4 separate regions of the Mus musculus genome follow, and regions 2, 3 and 4 are each linked to region 1. A link is a contact called in public HiChIP or PLAC-seq and promoter capture Hi-C data. All regions are on one chromosome and are shown on one strand. The core of a region is the stretch at or near the end of the contact, and the rest is flanking DNA. Distances in the headings are between cores, read along the strand shown. Region 1 holds the start of Zfc3h1 (zinc finger, C3H1-type containing). Region 2 holds the start of Cnot2 (CCR4-NOT transcription complex, subunit 2). Region 3 overlaps Cnot2 (CCR4-NOT transcription complex, subunit 2). Region 4 overlaps Cnot2 (CCR4-NOT transcription complex, subunit 2).

Evidence for each region. Promoter capture Hi-C pulls out the DNA fragments that hold promoters and counts their contacts. HiChIP or PLAC-seq counts read pairs in DNA pulled down with a chosen protein or histone mark. Capture Hi-C pulls out chosen DNA fragments and counts their contacts.
Region 2: a promoter capture Hi-C map of liver shows a contact between it and region 1, with 4 times the contacts expected there. The contact joins the promoter of Cnot2 here to the promoter of Zfc3h1 in region 1. A contact is called at or near these places in 5 of 39 promoter capture datasets (the C10 cell line, cranial neural crest, embryonic stem cells and 2 more), 3 of 484 Hi-C or Micro-C datasets (the G1E-ER4 cell line, embryonic stem cells and regulatory T cells), 5 of 115 datasets of contacts at active chromatin or transcription factors (the SCID.adh cell line, astrocytes, cardiomyocytes and 2 more) and 2 of 9 other capture datasets (adipose tissue and liver).
Region 3: a contact with region 1 is called in an H3K4me3 HiChIP or PLAC-seq map of the 230-238 cell line, with 5 times the contacts expected there. The contact joins the enhancer-like site here to the promoter of Zfc3h1 in region 1. A contact is called at or near these places in 2 of 39 promoter capture datasets (the HPC-7 cell line and liver), 1 of 484 Hi-C or Micro-C datasets (B cells) and 3 of 115 datasets of contacts at active chromatin or transcription factors (the 230-238 cell line, forebrain and large pre-B cells).
Region 4: a promoter capture Hi-C map of liver shows a contact between it and region 1, with 2.5 times the contacts expected there. The contact joins the enhancer-like site here to the promoter of Zfc3h1 in region 1. A contact is called at or near these places in 6 of 39 promoter capture datasets (3T3-L1-derived adipocytes, the C10 cell line, hippocampal neurons and 2 more), 3 of 115 datasets of contacts at active chromatin or transcription factors (astrocytes, differentiating embryonic stem cells and large pre-B cells) and 1 of 9 other capture datasets (adipose tissue).

Annotation. Positions count from the first base shown.
Region 1 is chr10:115,382,540-115,387,459 of GRCm38.p6, reverse strand. It overlaps Zfc3h1 (zinc finger, C3H1-type containing), which reads right to left and starts at 2,501. Exons shown (of 35, transcript NM_001033261.2): 1 at 1,653-2,501. The coding sequence starts at 2,262. Thap2 (THAP domain containing, apoptosis associated protein 2) reads left to right here and starts at 3,025. Exons shown (of 3, transcript NM_025780.4): 1 at 3,025-3,255. The coding sequence starts at 3,185.
Region 2 is chr10:116,579,081-116,584,000 of GRCm38.p6, reverse strand. It overlaps Cnot2 (CCR4-NOT transcription complex, subunit 2), which reads left to right and starts at 2,490. Exons shown (of 16, transcript NM_001037846.3): 1 at 2,490-2,548.
Region 3 is chr10:116,545,218-116,550,137 of GRCm38.p6, reverse strand. It overlaps Cnot2 (CCR4-NOT transcription complex, subunit 2), which reads left to right. Exons shown (of 16, transcript NM_001037846.3): 2 at 963-1,105. The coding sequence starts at 1,058. Among named protein-coding and RNA genes, the nearest start is that of Cnot2, 34 kb to the left of the region's middle. Within about 2 kb of position 1,902, at least 30 of the 459 cell types and tissues checked have an H3K27ac peak or open chromatin away from gene starts, as enhancers often do. A contact at or near this core is called in the 230-238 cell line, where this site is marked.
Region 4 is chr10:116,484,327-116,489,246 of GRCm38.p6, reverse strand. It overlaps Cnot2 (CCR4-NOT transcription complex, subunit 2), which reads left to right. Exons shown (of 16, transcript NM_001037846.3): 16 at 2,961-4,086. The coding sequence ends at 3,047. Among named protein-coding and RNA genes, the nearest start is that of Kcnmb4, 13 kb to the right of the region's middle. Within about 2 kb of position 3,061, at least 20 of the 459 cell types and tissues checked have an H3K27ac peak or open chromatin away from gene starts, as enhancers often do. A contact at or near this core is called in pre-B cells, where this site is marked.

The DNA.
Region 1 (4,920 bases), core at 1,252-3,751:
CACACTGTATATTTACGTACACTCCTTTTGCAGTAAGTACATAAAAGTTCGTATATGGCATAATCCCCAAATAGAAGTACATGAACAGAAGAAAGGTGAAAGCAGGAGGTAACAGGAATTATAACCACAACTTTCTAAAGCAGAGGAGATTGAGACAACCTTTGAATTGCCACAGTTGAATTGCCAAAGGGTCCTCGGGATGATGGTTTGGTTTTTTGTTTTGTTTTGTTTTGTTTTGTTGTTTTGTTTTTTTTTTTTTTACAAAACTCTATTTTCATTGTTTGTCCAGTACAAATTACAAATTTTCATCTAGCTAACTTTACATGCTTATATGTATTTAAACATCCTTTGATTTTTAATTCAGAAAGCAAATCCATGAATGGCTCATGTTTGCATAGAATCATGGGTAAAGGTTTTCTAATCTTCATTAAGAACATTCATCATCTTTTAAAAGGTTACCTACCTGTGATTTTTCTCCAAAACGATCTTGAGATGCTTCTAAAACAATGACAGGTAATAAAAGTAAAAGCTTTTTCGGGACACAGGAACCAAAATCTGTTCTTTATGCATTCCTTGCTCAATATCACGCAGCTGGCAGAAGCACAGCTGGCCTAAAGTTCTCCATAAAAAGTATTTTGAGTATCTTCCAATCAAGTGTCAGACGTACATTTTATAGAAAATATATTAAACAGTCATCACATCATGGGAATTATAGCCAGTAATGAGAGTGCTTAGTAAATTATTTTAAAAAGTAGAAGTCAGGACATATAAACTCATAAAAACAGGAAAGCTTTTGACAATTTCTTAGCATAAATCCCGAGTAAACTTAGTAATGTTAAAGATAACTGAGAATAAGGTGAGAGGGTGCAGAAATTAGGACATTTCTTCTCCACTAGCCCATACCCTCCCTATCCATCTCTCCTTTTCTAACACACTAAGCTTAAAGTGCTGGGAAGTTTATCTTTCTCTGACCTACATGTCAGCAACACAAAAAGTTATAAAGCCAAAAAGCCAACATAGGAGAGTGAACTTAATGCATATAGCTTTCCAAACTACTTATGAATTTAAAAGAGCTGAATTGTAAAACTGGTAAAAATAAAGGATCTGCACACGCGCGTGCACACACACACACAAACACAGAAAACAAAGGGCAGCAACGGGGATGAATAACTACAAATTTAAGAAAAAAAAAATCACAAGAACAGTAAGAATTACAGAGGAAAACTTTACGAACTCTAAAGTCAGGACGTAATAAAAGTAACAGTATTCCTCCAGATGTTTGAGTACTTCTTTTCCTTAATAATCTAAGTCGATTTCCTGTTAAATACGAAATCCCAGGGCTTGCAAAAAAGAAACAAACAAACAAATAGACAAACAAAACTTGGGCTGTTGGTGTCCTGTTTAAAAACCCAGACTGTATTTCATTTCCCTAGCTGACCCGAATCCATGACACAGTCCTATCCAAAAGCAAAAGGCACCCATTCAGTCAAACAGCCTACGAAAATAGCGGTGGAGTGCGGCCCGTGACAACCGCCGACGAACGGGGGAGAGAAATGAGTGGTTCTGAAAAGTTAAAAAACTCCGGGACCTAGCCATGACGCCAAAGGGAGCTCCGGCGACACACCCAGGGCGGACCGCCACGTTAAGGATACAGCTCTTGCGGGGTGGAGAGGGTTCTCGCCAGCTCTGGCTGCTGCCGAATCCGGATCCCGCTCCTCCTGATCCTCCTCCTCCAGGAGGTCTGCACCCCGGCTTGCCTCCTCGCTCCCCCACTCCTCGCCCCCGACTCCAGCGACTCCCACCCCGGTAAGGCCTGCTGCCTCGAAAGCGGAAACGGTCCAGGGCGATGTGGCTCCGCTCCCAGAAGGACGGCCGGGGGCTGCTTTCCGACAGGGACCCCGACGGCATCCGCCCTGGGGGCGGGTGAGTCCGGAACGGTTCTTTGGGTCGGTAGCTGCTGGGTCCCCTGAGCTGGCCCCGCTCGGCCGGGTGCCGTGAGCGTGAGAAATTCCTCAGCTGCTGCTGGGAGGACGACGAGGAGGACGAGGAGCCGCCGCCGCCTCCCCCGGATCCACCGCCCCGGGCCGGGGGAGGAGGCCGCCGCCGCGGGTACGGTAACAGCCCGCCGCCGCTGCTGCTGCTGCTGCTGCTCCGGCTCCGGCTGTTGTCGTCGTCGCTGATCTCCCCGTCTTCGAGCTCCCCTTCTTCCTTCGGCGAGAGGCCGCTAGAGGCCGGGGTCGAAGGATCGGCGGCGGCCGCCATCCGGAGTGCAGCGCTGGCCACACGACCTGAAGCCCTCCGGCCGGGGACCGCCCGACCGCCGCCTGCCTTCCCCTTCCTCCTCCGCCCTCTGTCCTAACGGACCCGGCGGGCGCGGCCTTTCCCGTGCTCGGACGCCCGGCAGGTTCTGCTCCCCAACTTCCCCGCACCCCAGATCGCTCTCTCTCGCTCGTCGGACCGTCGCTCGCCAGTTCCCTCTCCTAGCGCCCCCTTGCTGCTCTTCCGCCTCGCGAGAAAGCCTCTGTAGAAGGAGGCCGGGTCCCGAGCGTCATTTCCTGCGGCACGCCGGAAGGCGACCCTCCGAGTCTTGCGAGACAGGAAGCGCCCACCCCCATGTCCGCCGCGGTGCTGGCTGGGATTTGTAGTCTCCTCTTGCTCCAGGCTTCGCCCTTGTGTCCCTGCAGTCTTAACTGTCCCCTAGCATCCCGTCCGAGGTGGCAGGCGGGGAAGGAAGGGGTTAGTGTCTGGGTTGCGGACATGCTCTTTCAGCCGCAGACCTGAGTTTCAGAGTCATTAGTCGGTGGGGAAGACATCTGCCATCTTCTCATTCATTGCTAGGGGGCCCCCGTCTGAGACGCTGGACCTAGTCTCTTTGGGACCCCGGGAGGTAGGGGAGGGCGGGGAGCGGGTGTGGCCGCCATGTTGGTGAAGGCGACTGTCTGCGCCCGGAGCTCCGGCACGTTGGCTCTGCAGGCCTAAGCCCGCCATATTAATAAAGAGACAGGAGAGTGGGCCCTCCCTCCCACCCCGGTACTGTGCACGCCCCTCTGCCCTCCCCGCGCTCTGCACCGAGCTGGCGGCGCGGGGTCGCCTGCCTCGTTTGTCTAGCGTTTGACAGAAGCTTGCTTAGCGGGCAGCGCCTCCGAAGTGGCGTAAGGTGGCGCCGAATGAGGGGCCCGGGGAAATGCCGACCAATTGCGCCGCGGCGGGCTGTGCTGCTACCTACAACAAGCACATTAACATCAGCTTCCACAGGTAAACCTGGGAGGGGAGCGGGGTGACGGAAACGGGAGCCTAGGCAGTCTTGAGTCTCGGTCGTGTCAGAAGAACAAGGTCCTCTGACTTTGGTCACTTGCCCAGCTGCGAAGAGCAAGGGGAGCCTCGCTCTTGTCCTTTGTGTGTGGGTCCGCACATCTGGAAACATTTGCTCCTTTTCCGAGGAAAGTTTACCAAATTTGAAAAAAAAAAAAGAAAGAAAGGAAGAAAAGAAAAAGAAACCCGAGTTACTATGCCTTGCATTAAAAAGTGATGAGTATACCTTTATTTTCTACTCTTTTATTTTTTATATCTTAGACCATGCCTTAAGAAGAATGACGCCATAAGGGTTCAAACCAACAAATCACTTTAGAAGCCTGCTGAGTTCGAGTTAAGATTAGGCAATTTTCACTACTGGAATTGACGTGGGAAACATTTCTAATAGTCACACATGGTAACTGAGTCAATCTAATTAAGCAATGTTTATCAAAGAGCAAATAGAAACTCTCTCTTGAACAGAATCACGCACTCACACACAGGTTGAACGTACAGTCATGTCTTTAATTCTGTTAAGTCAAACTCCAAAGCATGTGAACACCGACTTGAATATAATAGGCGGCACTCAGTAAATGGTCACCTTTCCTTCTAGAACTGCCAACTGCCTGAAGAAAAGAAATACTGAAAACTAAACTGAAAACAGTTCTGATTTTATATGCTGTACCATTATACCTTGTGATCTTAGAAATATCTTTGCTCTTTTTCCTACCTCACTGTTACTACGTGCATCCCCTAACTAAAAGCTGCCACTTTCAAAATCCCTCTGATGTTTGTTTTTAAAGTATTTCATGCAAATGTAGTGCTTTATTCGTTCTTACAGCTAATGTACACTGGGTCCCTAATTGCCGGACATTATGCTAATGATGTAGATAGTTCTTACCCTCGGGGACTTTAGAATTGAATAGAGGAGTGCGGCATAATTTCTGTTGAGTGCCACAGAAAAGACTTTCAGAGAGACCTAATTTAGCCTCAGAAAGTCAAAGGACACTTCACAAAAGAGGTGACATGTCAGATGACACCAAAGGATGACAGAGATTTGGTCTTCTATATTAAAGCGTTTTCTACTTTGTTCCAAGAGTACTTGAAGAAGCCCCATGACTATGAAAAGACGGGCACGGTTAGATTTACATAATAAAAAGCCTTCTGGCTGCTGCAGAGAGTTAAGAGTGATACTTAAAGTGCCAGTTGCACATCGCCAGAGAGGAATTTGATGAGAAGGAAGCCTTATAGAATGTTAAATCTATCTGCTGTTTCCTTCATGGGGAAATTACGTTACATGTCAACTGAAATAAACACTGATGCATCCGTCATTGTGGGTACAGGGGTACAGGAGCACTGGAAGAGGGGAGCTGAGTGAGCTGTAACAAAGGGAGCCCAACCAAGCCTGGTGTGTTTGTACATGTCTGTGACCCCAGACCAGAGGAAGAAGAGGCCAGCCTGAGCTACATAGAGCCTATCTCAAAAGAATGTGTAAATAAATATGAGGAATCCATTCAGGGGTCCAGAATAAGATGCTGTTGGCAGTAAAGCTGAAGAGAAGTGGACAGATTTGGGGAAATATTTAAGGAGAATTTACTGGACTTAATCAGATGTGGACCATGAAAGGGA
Region 2 (4,920 bases), core at 1,241-3,740, 1.2 Mb before region 1:
GTATGAACTATTTTCAAGCAAAAGTAACAAAATTATTAGACCTGTTCACTATCAAAAATATTTTTAAGACAAATTGGATAACTATGATCATTATTAACAACTGTTATGAAGCTGTTTTATTGGAGACAGATCTTATAGAATATGTTGTTCAGGTTAGCCTCAAATTTTGATTGACTCTCATGCCTAAGTCTCCACAGTAATAGGTTACAACAAATGTCACTATGTCTGGCTTTGAAGATGAAGTCATTTTGTTTTTACAAGGTATTAATATATATGTATGTGTGTGTGTATATATATATATATATATATATATGTATATATATATATATATATATACATATATATATATATTCCTGTGTCATCTGCAACTAGCTATGCAGACCAGGCTGATCTGGAACTCAGAGATTGGCCTGTCTCTGCTTTCCATGTGCTAGATATAAAGATCTGTGAAATTATGCCCTGAAAAGAAGTTTTCGGTGCGACAGGATGATTTAAGATTTTTATTGAGTGCATACATCTTTTATTGAGTGCATACATCGTCACGTTGAGCCATCAATACAGCCTTTAGCAAATGCTAGGACGTTCATGGAGTTTTTCCTAGCATCCCTGTTCCACACATTAATTAAGAAAATGGTCTTATCTCACCTGGTAAAGTCCAAGCATAGCAATACTCTCAGACCTTCCCCAGTGACAGCAATGTTTAAATTTTGACAAAAATGTGTTTTTAAGTTAATATACGTAAGAAGAGTAATGAATTAGAATATTTAATGTTACTTAATGTGATAATGCTACTACATACACATTAAGGGCTCCCAATAACGAGCAGCCAGATTAAGGTGCTCTGCATTGCATGCATTCACGCACATGAGCTGCACACGCCTAGAGTAGCCAGTCTTTGAACACACTACCTTATGGCAGTAGATGCTAACTTGAGAGGAAGAGAAAGCAGACGAGACAGGAAGGCACGGTTGGGGGAGGGGCCATGTAGGACTGTGTTGTTCCTTCTTGAATTTCCCTAAAGTGAAAAACCAACAAAACACAAAACGGTGAAAAGGAGTATTTAATGAAATGAACAACCTAGCAAAATAAACCTTTTTTTTCTACTGGCTACACCAGTTCCTGTCCGCATTTAAACAAATTTGCATATCTGCTGATACTGCATATCTGCTATGTCAAATTACTTTCAAAACCATGACAAAGGTACTTTTAATTTCACCGTAGGCTATTGTATCCTATTTCTTGCCTTTAGCTTTCTATGATAAAAATATATATCGCTTCCGTTTATCACAGAATCTATATCTAACTATATAGACTGGCGGGCTGGAAGGAGGTAATTTATTAAACTACAGCAGAAACTTTATTTACTTCAAATGAGTAGTAATCCGCATTAGTAAGCTCTACCACTCAAACATGAACAGCGATACGTTATGAAACTCGCAACTTCAAAGCACAAAGAGGCTTTTTAGCAAGTTAAGTAACCGTAAAACACGAAGTTTGTGGATGTTCAAAGGTGTAAACTAAGAGTATTACAGCAATAAAAAGTAATTTCACTTTCAGGGACAGTCCGGCTTTGGAGAGCAAAACACTTTAGTTCCCAACCACAGCCACCGTATTTTCAAAAGGTCTAGTGGATGAGCCAGCTGGTCACTAAGGTTTACCAAGGGCGCGCCGGGCGGGAACTAAATAAAGTGCCACAAACACCGTTCGGTTAGATTAAGTACTCCCGGCAGTGCTTTAAAAACACGCTTCCCCCTTACTTCCTCTCACCAGGTTTAGACCGGGGGGGGGGGGGGCAGGTAAAAAAAAGGGGAGCATGAAAAGGAAGAGGGGGCGGCGATCAAACGCCTAGGTTCCAGCGGAGGGGAACTCACTGCTCGGGAGGTGCGGGCGGCGTGCGGCGGGTGTCTGGGGGAGCGCACCCAGGTAGCGCAGGCAGCGGGGCGGTGGGAGGACCGAAGCACCGCAGGCACCGCACCGCACCGCGCCGCGCAGCAGGCTGGGGACAGCCCGGGGACAGCCCGCAGGAGGTGCTCGGGGGCGGGGTGTCCGAGGAAAACACAAACACAAACACGCTGCGCGTCCCCCGGTGGGCGGACCCACGCCACCCTCGGCTTCTCCCCGCCCCCGAGGCCGCGCTCGCCCGCTCGCTCGGACCCCAGGCCGCAGCTCCAGGCGTGGCCGCAGCAGCTCCCGGCGTGGCGGCGGTCTGGCTTCGGGAGCCCGGAGAGGCCGCCCAGGCCCCACTCTCCTCGGTCACCGCCACAAGACAGCGCCGCACCTTCCGCGGGAGGCGGCGGAAGCCCGGGAAGGCTCCAGGCGAGCGTTGTGCTTCTCACGGTCGACTGGCGTACGGGCGGCGTTCCGTCCATTCGGCGAGCCTCGCTCGCTCGCCGGCTTCTGCTGCTGCAGCCGCCGTCGCCGCCGCCTTCGAGCGGAGTCGGAGCGACGGGGGTCACGGCGGGGGTCAGAGGGTAAAGGTCTTGCTCCCAGCAGCCTCCGCGGTGGATACGTCGCCATCTTGGATCCGCGGGACAAGAAAATTCATGCGGTGAGTTTTTGGCCAATTTTCGGAAGTCTGGCGGCGGGGCACGCGGCGGGGGAGGCGGATTGGGGGCCCCCTCAAGGCGGGGGAATGCCTCGGGGCTGGTCCGGTCGCGCCCGGGGTCCGCGGGTAGCGTCCCGGCCCGCCGCTTCCCGTTGCTTTTGTCTCGGCTCCAATCGAGAGAGGGAAGAGCGGAGCGGGCGGGCGGGCGGGCGGGGAGGGGGTGGCGGCGCTGGAGGAGGGAGGGGGTGTGTGGCGGGGTGGACGGGACGTAAAGCGTCGCCGTGCTCGGGCCGCCACCGCCGCCACCACCGCAGCTACCGCAGCCGCAGCCGCTCCGGAGCTTAGGCCCGGGCCCCCGCTGCCCGCCGCGGGGCTTCCCCGGCTCCCGCCGGCGCGGAGCAGCCGCTGCCGCCGTGCTGCTTCCTGGGCTAGGAGAGAAGGCAGCGGCGGCGGTGGCGGCGGCAGCAGCATCCAGGAGCCCCGGCCACTGGACACGGCTCCTGCCTGCCACGTTCCCAGCAGCTGCTGGTCCTTGAAGCTTTACGTTTCTGGCCATACACGCGCATCCTCCGCCACTTGTGTGGTTTTCTTTTCTTTCTTTCTTTTTTTTTTTTTATTTGTTTGTTTGTGTAAGATGGGGACATCGCACTGGCTAACGGGCCTCGGGAGCCTCCAGGCCCTGAGCTATACCGAAGGGGCCTTTCTTGCAAGGTGGAAAGGCGAGAGAGAAACTCAGATGCTGCTTCTGCCCCCGTGCCTGGAGTGGGAAGCCTCTCTAGTGGTGTAGCCTCTTGAGTTCCGATGGTCCTGGGGCGGCGGAGGAGGAACCCGAGCCACTCTTGTGAAGTTGCAAGCCCTGGTTTCTACTTCCGCCGGGCCCCCTCTACCTTTTGCCGTTTTGTTTTAGGTCTTCACTTCAAAGTTTCATAGAAGAAATAAGTTGGGTTAAAAGAAACCCGGTAGTTCTTAATTGAGGTACTGTTTGCTTAGGAGAAAAGCTTATAATTCTTGTTATCTGTAGGCCCTTCGGGAAATCTAATTGTAATTTTATTTTTGTAAAATTATTTCTAAGGTTTTGTTATTTGCATTTACGTTAGATCCAATCAGTACGCTTTTACCTCCAAAAGAAAATAAAAATAAATAAATCTTACACATAGGTACTTTCTTGGAAATCCTAGGGGGACATCTCCACTTTTCAACATCTGGGAAGACAAGTGTTAAGAGTGTTTTGCTTCATTTTCATTAAATCCTTAGTCAAAGATTTCTCTTTAATCATCTGGACAGTTCCTAATAAAATACAGCAATATGATCCTTAGATTATTGGCAAATGGTAGAACGTTAACCAGATCTGTTCACAAGGGACACACTTAATGTTCAAAACTGAATACATTTTCTATTACTCTCTATAGTGAGAAGTTTTAGGGAGATGGAATCGTGTTCCTATAGATTTCCCTTTCCAAATAAGTGGGTGGTAACTTTCACAACAGTTTTATGTTTGGGAATGCTTTGTATATTCAACAACAGTTCCTTCTCAGAAGTCACCTTTGTAGTTTTGTAAGGTAATTTTATTCCAAGTTGGAAGTGTTTAAAAATCCAGTACACTGAAATGGTTGTCTACATTCAAATATTTGTCTGTGTTCAGGTTTTGTGTCTTTAATATGTTTTCTAAATGGTCCCTTGTGCTCTGCCTATCCAGTCTGTTGTCATCTTAAAGCTAAAGGAAAAGTTCAAAATGCACAGACAACTTCTTCCACTTTTCACTTTTGCTGACTTTGCAAGATCCTTAATTTTAAAGTGAAACCTTTTCATTTTTAAAAAAGTGCCTGTTTTTGTTTTTAACTCTAGACCAGAAATAAAGACTGTATTTGACTTTTATTTTTTTATTTTTTGCATTCCTATTAATGCTTTATTGACACACATAAGGTAGTGCATGTGTTGGCAGAGCACTTTGGTTCTCAGATGCAGTCTAGAGATACCTGTAACCTTACCAGATGCTCCAGGCTGAGAGTGGCCTGCACATTAACGTATCAGTAAATACAGCCTTTCTAAAGTGCTTACAAATAAATGGTGTATGGTGGAAAATGAAGCAGATTGATGTCTGTGAGTGGTTTATAGCCTAGCCATCTGAGAACTATTTGATTTGAAAATGAAATCAAACTCCAAATAATAGGCTCCCTAAAATAATAATTACCTTTAATTTCCCTATATAAAGGTAGGTGCTTTTTGGTTTTTCAGAGATGCCTTAGGTTTATTTAAAACTTCAAAAATAAATATTTTATACTGCTGGCAAGTTAGAAATACTAGTAATCGTGTTCTGCTTGTTTCTTTTCTCCTCTTTCTTTCTTTCTTTCTCTCTCTCTCTCTCTCTCTCTCTC
Region 3 (4,920 bases), core at 653-3,152, 1.2 Mb before region 1:
TGTACATTTCATATGATAGTAAATATGTTTTTTAAAAATTTGAATGTAGAATTATAACGGATAGCAACATTATTTAGTAGCTATATATACTACTATTCAAGGTAAATGTTTTATACTATTAAGGCTATTTGTACTGAAATGTGTCTTATACATTCTTTGTAGAACTATCTTTAAATCTTTGAACTTTTTGAATTTTAATTTTTATTTTTGAAACAGCATGATAATTCTTATCTCAGTTTCATTTTTTAACCTGACATGTACAGTGCATATTTATTTTGTAGGTATTTACCCAGGTTAAGAAGTAAACATCATTAAAAATCCTTTCCCCCCAGTGTCAAAAAGTGAATCCTATTGTAATGTGCATGAAATTGGTGTTGCAGTTAGGCTGATAGAACACTGAATTGGGTTTTTAATCTAATAATTGTTTTAAAAATACCATATATTTACATCCTTTAGCGTGGAAATAATCTTTGTGAGCGACATGAATCAATACATATATAGCTTACATTCCTAGCATCTGAGTATAGGCAGTGGGGTGGGCCATCTAGTTAATGATTGAATTTGAATTAACTGGTCATTTGGAGAATAACCAGAGAATATTTAAGACACACAAAAAAGCTTGGGGTCAGGGGGTGGGTGGTTGTTGTTGTTGTTTTCTTGTTTTTTTTTTGTTTTTGTTCATCTATGTTTCTTCCTGTTGTGTGTAATGTCTGGTATTGTGACAAAGTAGTGGAAGCAGGTGTGAACGAACAGTTTTCATATCTGATAATCTCTACCTCAGAGCCCAGTGCTAGTTGCCTGCTCTCAATACCTAGGGGGAGAATGGGACAGAGTCTAAGACAGTTAGCTGCTTTTTAGGTTTGTTCTCATTGTATTTTGTGTGCTATGTTGAATATTTTTGTTAATGTTATGTATATTTACATGTTAGTAATTTTGATGGCTTTTGGATAATTCCACTCTAGAGGGAGAACTGGTGGGCGGTCCTTCCTGTGACACGACCCTTGAGTGACAGTTCTATTTGATTGCCTCCAGTACTGTGAGGAAAGGACACGACTCTATGGTGAGGACTGATGGACATACATTATCTGAGAAAAGAAACTACCAGGTAAGATTTTTTTCCCTCCCTTTTCTCCATTTGTCATAAGTGTATTGAGCTGTTTTAAAGTAATATAAAATTGTAACTAACAGTAAATACAATCTCCTGAAAATTTGTGGTATAAGTTTAAATATTACATAATGGAATTGACAGCTTGAAATAATTGTGAATGTTTTACAAAATGACATGTTTATAATGTATATTTTTAACACCAGAACAATTTTCTGACATATGCCAAAATTTTGGATTATCTGATATATAATATATGATTTTTGGCTGGATTCAAAGGCAGTAGTTCATAAAGTATTTTACACACATTCCTGAAAGAAGGAAATGTAAATTTTGGGTTATAGTTTCTATAATAGAGTGATAGAGAAATGTACATAGCATTGAGTAGGCTATAGAAGAAATATAAATGGAATCTAGGAATATGTGACCCAGATCCTGTTTTGTCACTAATATGCTGTCCTTACAACATCAGATTCTTGTTTCGCTCCTTACTTAACACTTCTTAACACTATCCAATCTTAATTATGTAGGAATGCTCAAAAGGTAATGGAACTGTAACATTCCTATTTCTTCCTGAGCTTTCAAAAGAAGGTAAACTTTAAAGGTAGTGTTATTAAAGTGATTTTTTTTTTAAAAAACAGAACAGGTAGTGTTTGAAGTTAAGTTCTAAATGGAAACTTACTTCATATCATTGGATAGTGAATCCAATGAAGTAATATTAAATACTGAGTAAGTTCATACAGGAATAAGCCGTTAGACTTCCTGGGCAGCCGTGGTTCCACCCCGTTGCTCCCTCTCACCTCAGGCGGTTGTCCTTTGAGACTAAGACAGCTACTGTGACACACCAGCTACTCACAGGCTCATTTGGTGGAGTGCAATTAACCCTTTCTTTCCATGCACTGAGGCTTGAGCAGTGGAGAGAACTGAAAGTGAGTTTATGCTGTGTCAGCCAAGAGCCTTTGGTTATAAGACTTGGGTTCTGTCTTGTAGTACCATCCCCAATAGAAGATGCTTCTGTATCTAACCTTCCTAGAGCTTTTGTCTAACTTGATTGATGAAGTTTCTGGCCAGATCTTTATTATTTTAATAAGCCAGAGTAAGCTGCGATTATGCTGGATCAGTTCTCCCTATAACACTTCTCTGATTTGTACTCATAGACTGGACTAGCCTCTGCTAATGACTAATTGTGCTTGCTATATAGCTCTTCCTACCTCAGAACCACTTCCAGCAGCTTGTACTTGTAAGACTTTGATTGGTTACACTTTTTGGGGTTTTACATCTTTGTTAGGTTTTGCTCAATCACTACAAGAATATTGTAATTATGGGTTGTGTGGCATTTTAGTGCTCACAAACATACTTGCAGACTGTGAGTATAGAGCTTTTGTTTGATTTACACATTAGCTAATTTGTGTCATGGAACAATATTCATATACACTTCTAGAATTTATACTTATGAAAGGAATAAAGCAGTTATATTTTGCCAAAAGAGTTTCTTATTTCTGCTTATACTACTAGAAAAGTGCTTTATTCTAGTCTCAATATGCAAATAATAAAAGTTTTTGAGCTTGCATGAAGATACTTTCTTGACTAGACTTTTGCTGGATGAAATAATTTTCCACTTGCCTTTTACTGTTACATAGTGGTGTCCAGTGTATATTGAAACATCTTTGGAAATAGGTCTGGATCGTAAAATTATTTCATTTTGAAAACTCCTCTGAAAAGGACATATGCATGGAAGACTGGTTTCATATCTAGCATTAACATGAATGTATTGAGAGTGTATGGGACAGTCACATAATGTTGAATCACCAAAGTAAAAAACTGTATGTTTTAGTAGCTCTTAGGAGCTTGTATATTCTAAAGTGAAAGTAATTTGGAGTTTATAAGTTTTTATTTTATAAGAATTTCGTTCTTTTCATTGTTAAAGTAGACTTCTTTGTGTCTATATAACTTCATTTATTTGAGACCTTTTGGTTTTGTTTCTTTAAGCATCTTGATAACTGACTAATATTTGAGATTAACAAAAAATATTTCTCCAAATTTCATTTCCATATAGACCTTATAGACTTTCAGTTACACAGGAGTTGAAATACTTATTTTTGTAGTAGTATTAACTTCGTATGTTTTGTCTGTCAGTAAGCCTAGTTAGGCATTTGAATATAGCAGATGAAGTTTGTTTGCATAAATAAATTAGTTTCGGAAGGCAGTCCTTTATGAAAGGGTCGTCAAGCTTTTTATAAGAAAGTAGACATTATGTCAGTTTTAGATTTTTTTCTATATTCTTCCTATAATTTACATTAATTTTGCCACAGCTATGCACATACATAAATTTAAATCATCTTAATTATCACTGTAATTCATCAATGGCTTTCTCTAATACTCAAGCTCTAAACATGGCACCTGCTTGACTTCTTGGTTGCGTTTTTATGCCCTCAATACCTCTTCTCTAACTGCCTTTGCTGGGTTTGACTATTTAGTAATTAAAAGCTGCTTTAACGCTCCATGTGCCTTGTACCCCAAGCTTTTAATAATTTGGATCTCATGCCTCAGTAATTTGATTTCTATTTTTTCAGAAGCTTCCTTAATGGACTCAGGACTATTTTTCTGTTGCTTCAAGTCCTCTGCTTGCAGTTAGTGTTGGCCTTAGCACAGAGCAGCCATCTGTTTTCTTTTATTTCCCGTACACTGTTCGTTCCATAGATAGGAGCTACCAATGGCTGCTTAAACTCAGTTATGTTAAATAATATTAAATTTTTATTTTGCTGACCATGCAAGCCACATTTTAAATGTTTAGTGTATACTGCTAGTGGCTCCTTTACTGACAACTGCAGGACAGTGCATCTGTGTGGACACAGTCAGCTTGTGGAAGACTGCAGCCACGTTCGCTTATTCTGGCACCACCAGTGTCTAATGTGGTACCTGCTCTATGGGGAGATGTTCAGTGAATATTGTTTGAATAAAATTCCAGTGAAAACCTGAGAGGAAGAAACAGGGAAATGTGCTGGCAGTCTACTGGTGAGATTCCCAAGGTTTTTATACCGAATGCAAACTTCCTTTCATTTAGCTTGTAGCTTTTAGCAATAAATTAATTTTTTTCCTCATAAAAAATGTTGAAGGAAAACACTAAGTCCCATATGAACGTTGACCATCCTAACCTTTTTCTTCAGTGCTTTTGCTTTGTAATCTTTGGTTGTTTTTTTTTTTTTTTTTAACAAATATGTATTTTCAGCTTGTTATATTTATGGAGATATTGCCATATCTCATTTCTTGTTTTATTTTTCAGAAGTAATCATTAATTTGAGTTTGGCATTTCACTCGTTCTTATGTGTAATTTTTACTATGTGTGTAGGTTTTGATATTACAGGCACATCTTTCTTTCTAGGAGTGTTTTGATAAGTTATCCCTTACATTCCACTGTTTTGAGTAGGAAAAATAAGCTTTTAGCCCAGTTAACCTTCAGACACTTTGTCAAGGTAAACACGTAACACTTGGTAGTCTAAAGTACAAGTTAATCTACTTAGTAACCATGTAAGGAGTCGGGAAGGAGTGTTTCTACCTGGTAAGTTCTAAGCATTACTGTACACAGACTAGCATTTTATACTGCAGGGAAATGGAAGTGTAAGCTGTGGAAGCACCCAGCTTCACTTTTATAAGTCAGTATGAAAAGTCTGTATGCAGGCCACAGCATCTTAGGGTAGTTGATGTTTCAGAGTCATAGTTGTACTAGTTAGCTTGGGACCTCCTTTGGGTACTTGTAATGTGTTTAGAAACACAAACATTTGTGCATCTTTGACTATGTCAGATATTGATAAGTA
Region 4 (4,920 bases), core at 1,812-4,311, 1.1 Mb before region 1:
CATGGACCCTATAACAATACATATTGTTAAAATATTCCTTGAAGAATTAAGTGTTCTGTTTCTATAGTCCACAAAGAAAATGTCTTAGAGGCACCATGATCGTGGCAACTCTTAGAAAAGAAAACATTTCATTGTGGACTGGCTTACAGTTCAGAGTGAGTCCATTATTATGAGAGGGAACATGGCAGGAGGCAGGCAGATAAGATGCTGGAGAAGGAGCTGAGAATCCTATATTTGATACGCGGGCAGCAGGAAGAAGGAGGGACTGGGCCTAGCAAGGGCTTTTGAAACCTTATTGCCCACCAGCAGTAACACACTTCCTCCAATAGGGCACACACCTCTTCCTTCTTGTCCTCTCAGACAGCTGCACTCCTGGTGACTGAGCTCAGATAGATGGACCTGTGCAGGCTGCTCCCACTCAAGCCCCCAGAAGCCTTGCTGTATTAACTCACGAGTGCTAAGGGCCACTTACTATTGTAAGCGTTAGATGTGATAGACAAGGCAGTTCCTTTCTGCATTCTGTCCATAGTATGTGTGTATATCACTGACATGTAAAAGACATGTCATTGACATGTAAAAGATGCTATAGATAATCGAGTTAGATGGAAGACTTTAAGAATAAAAATATGTGGAAGGCAGAAGACAAAAAAATTACCAATGTATCAGACAAGATTTGACCTATATAATTTCTTAATATCACTTGAATATTTTAACTATTAAAGTATTTATGCTCCCTAGAGTTAAACTAATCTTTTTTTTTTTAAATACTATGTATGGGCAAACATTAACATTGATGGGGTTAATTGGTTTAGGTACTAATAAAGCAGTGTAGCTTGCCAGTGTTTATAAAATGTGACTTACAGTTTATCATTGGTTAAAACTGCACATAAGCTTTTTATAGCTTGTATATTATAGAAGCCAATATGCATTTTCATTTCAAAGAATGGTTTAACTGGAAGATTTTTGTTAACTGTAAATGTGGATATTCAACTTTAGCCGTGAGTTGGGAGGGACAAGGGCTTATGGGGAGCCAAGGACAGCAGCTCTTGTGTTTGCTCCTCCTTGCTGGTAAGCAAGTAGCCCTGTGCCTTTCTCAGTCATAGGACACAGACTTCTTTTAAGAATGATGTCACCACAGAGTACCTTTATTAACCCTTTTGAAGGCACATAATATTTTCAGAGTTAATTTGGAGAGGGTGTAATGAAGTAAATTTGTTTTGAGTCTTGTATTAAAAGTATTAAAACCTCATAAAACCATCACATGTTATATTAAGACAGACCCTTTTGAGTTTAGATCCTAGTCTTCAGTGTGTCTTACGGGGAAGGGGGGGGGATTTAAATACCTACTTCTCAAGATACATAAAAAATTTGGATAAACTATAGCTTTTTCTTTAGTTTTCTTCATACTAGGCGGGCAAGTTATATGTCTAATTGTTATTGTGATGTCTCTGATTTTGAATACTTGATTTGGTGTCCAAAAGCTTGATCACTATGGCCTAAGCTTTCATTTTAACTATGTAAAACTTCATTTAATTTAATAATAGAAACATCCATTATAGAGTCAGTTTGTTACCAAGCACAGTATTATTTAATCTTCAGTAGCCAGTGTATGTTGAGGGTTAAAAACTTGAGTGAGATTTCAGAATAGCTTGTGCTAGTTAGATTCGGGTCAGAATGAGTAATTTTAGAGCATTTCCTTTCTGTGGTTACAGGGTATTGGTTTTGTTTTAAGTATACACTTAAATTTGCATTTCTAGTGGTGATCGTGAAAACTTGTATTCTTAAATCTTAAAACTTGAAGCAAAGTGCTGGCACAAACCTGTAACGTAGGAAGTATTCTGGAGGCTGAGTGGGTAGAGTTATGAATTTGGAGCCAGCTTGGGTTATGTAGGGAGTTTCAAAGCCAGGCTAAACTCCCCAGCAAGACTTTGTCTTAAGCGTGGGGAGGGGCAGCAAGATGGCTCTGTGGTCCAGATGCTCGCCAACAAGCCAGGGGCCTGAGCCAAGCTCTGAGGGGAAAGTGGAAAACCACGGTGCTCTCTGCCTGCAAATAAGCCTACAAATAAGCAGCTACAGTACAGACAAAACCAGCTTGAAAACAGTTTGATTAAGATCACTAATCCACTTAGCTTTCAGATAGCTAGACACCAAAACCACTCTGTGGCTTTAAATGACTGTTCTCTGCCATCTGTGAAATGGGAGCGCTTGAGATGTGTGTGTTTCAGCTCTTTGTTTCCCTGAGATTTTAGTGAAGTTAAAGTATAACCTTGCTTTAAAAAAAAATTGTCATTAAGGGATATTGGGAAGTGCCTCATTTTAAACATAAACAAAACGTCGGGGTCGTTCCTTATTTTGGTTTTGCTTTTGTACTTTATTGGAATGCTTTATTTTAAACATCCTGTAATCTTCAGTCTTTTGCATTAGAGCTGTAATAATTTCACTTCTTATTTCTAAGTAAAATTTGCACATAATTTTTATGAATACACATTTCTGAGTTACTGATCCTACATTCAGAAGTCTATACTGTGTACCTGCCAGATAGTAGGCAAAGGGCACTGCTGTTGTCTGGACTGCTTACTTAAAAGGGGAAAGAGCTAGTATGTGTGTGTCTCTGTTTTCTTTAGGTGGACTCGTTTTAATTATTCATATAGAAAATATATCTTGACCAAAGGGGAGGGGGGAACCCTTAAAAGAGACACTTAGACTAGTGAGATGCCACAGAGGGAAAGGCTATTTCCAAGGAGACTAATGACCTACCCAAATTTGATTCCCAGAACATGTATGGTATAAGTCCTATACCTTGCAGATAGTCCTCTGGCCCTCACACATGACTGTGTTTGCACACGCGCCTGTGTGTGTCTGTGTCTGTCTGTCTGTCTTCACATACACACTCACAGTAAATGTTTTTAAAAGAGCACTATGAAGTAATTTAAATTCTCAATTTTGATGTTCTTTTGTAGGAGTTCCATCTGGAATATGACAAATTAGAAGAGCGGCCTCACCTGCCATCCACCTTCAACTACAACCCTGCTCAGCAAGCCTTCTAAAAAGACTTCCCTTTTCTTGGGGTATGGCTGTCTCAGCACAATACTCGACATAACTGCAGAGCTGATGTGGCTCAGGCACCCTGGTTTTAATCCCTTGAGGATCTGGCAATTGGCTTACGTAAAGAAAGGGTCACCATTTGAGGTCCTGCCTTACCAATTATGTGCTGCCCAACAACTAAATTTGTAATTTGTTTTCTCTACTTTGAGCAGGGTCTGAATTTTTTCATTTATTTTCTTTTTGCCAGCAGACAGACTTGGGTCTATAAAGACAAGCAAGTACACTGACAGAAATTACCATTTAGTTTCTTAAATGTAAAAAAAGAAAACCCACAAAAGACTCAACAAAATTAGACCACAAAATTTGCATTGTTCATTGTAGCACTATTGGTAATAAAAGAACAGATGTTTGTGCATTTTTATGTGAAGATCCTTCTCGTATTTCATTTGGAAGGATGAGCGAGGTCTGCTTCTTTCTTTTTACTTCCCCTGTGTTTCTGAAAGGCGGTTTGGCCAGGCTTACTGCAGGCATCCGACTGTAGAGATCGCCACAGTCTCTGGGGCTCCAGGGCTGCGCTGTAACTGAGCTTCATCCAGAATGAGCAAAACACTGTCCAGTCTTTGTTACGATTTTGTAATAAATGTGTACATTTTTTTTAAATTTTGGACATCACATGAATAAAGGTATGTATGTACGAATGTGTATATATTATATATATGACATCTATTTTGGAAAATGTTTGCCCTGCTGTACCTCATTTTTAGGAGGTGTGCATGGATGCAATATATGAAAATGGGACATTCTGGAACTGCTGGTCAGGGGACTTTGTCGCCCTGTGCACTAAAGGGCCAGATTTTCAGCAGCCAAGGACATCCATACCCAAGTGAATGTGATGGGGCTTCAAGACGTGAACTGAGACAATTCACTCTGGCTGTTTGAACAGCAGCGTTTCATAGGAAGAGAAAAAGATCAATCTTGTATTTTCTGACCACATAAAGGCTTCTTCTCTTTGTAATAAAGTAGAAAAGCTCTCCTCACTGCAGTGTTGGCTTTGATTTGAAATTGTGACATTTCTTCTTCTCCAGAAAAACACAGAGGAAAACCTCAGGTTTTACAGATTCTGAATGGTGTGACTTGATGTCAGTCGTCCTCTTCTTTTCCGATGTCGGCAGATCTGTTGATGGGGCCACCCTGGGCCCCTTACTTAGGAAGGTGGCCTCAGCATTAGCTGAGGGGAGCATTGGGTAGGTTGGAGCTACGTTGCAAGTTAGCACCTGACCAGGGTGGGACCCAACCAGAAAGTTTGTTCTGTGAGAAATTGATGAGGAATTTGGTGGTAGAAATTTGAGATTTATTTAGTCTTCATGAAATTTACCTTCAGCTTGCTGACCTGGATGGTTCACACTTGCAGGTGACTGAATTCTTAAACTGTGTGGAGGCAAAACTGTGGCTTAAACTGCCAGGAGGACTAGAGATAGGGAACAGGCTATGTGGAATACAAGTTTTCAGTTTTTATTTTTAACCTGTTTTCCTAGTTGAGTGAATACTTACTGACATAGCCTAAGTAACGTTTGAAAAGTAACATTTATGAATGCTGTTTGTGTGTCAGGAATGTATAGGAACTTTGAACTTAAAATTCACCCCTAAGCATTTAGAGATAGCCAAAACGGATTTTTTTTTTTTTAAAAATACCATGATTGTTAAAAACATTGCAGAATTTAGAGCACCACCTCAGCGGTAAAGGTGACACTTCAATAATTACAGTTTTAACTCTTGTGACAAAAATCACAACAGATGCTGCACTATTTAAGATATGCCTCATCCAAATCGTTGATACCAGTTTCCCTCAAATAGTGGTGAGGTATATCTTAAACA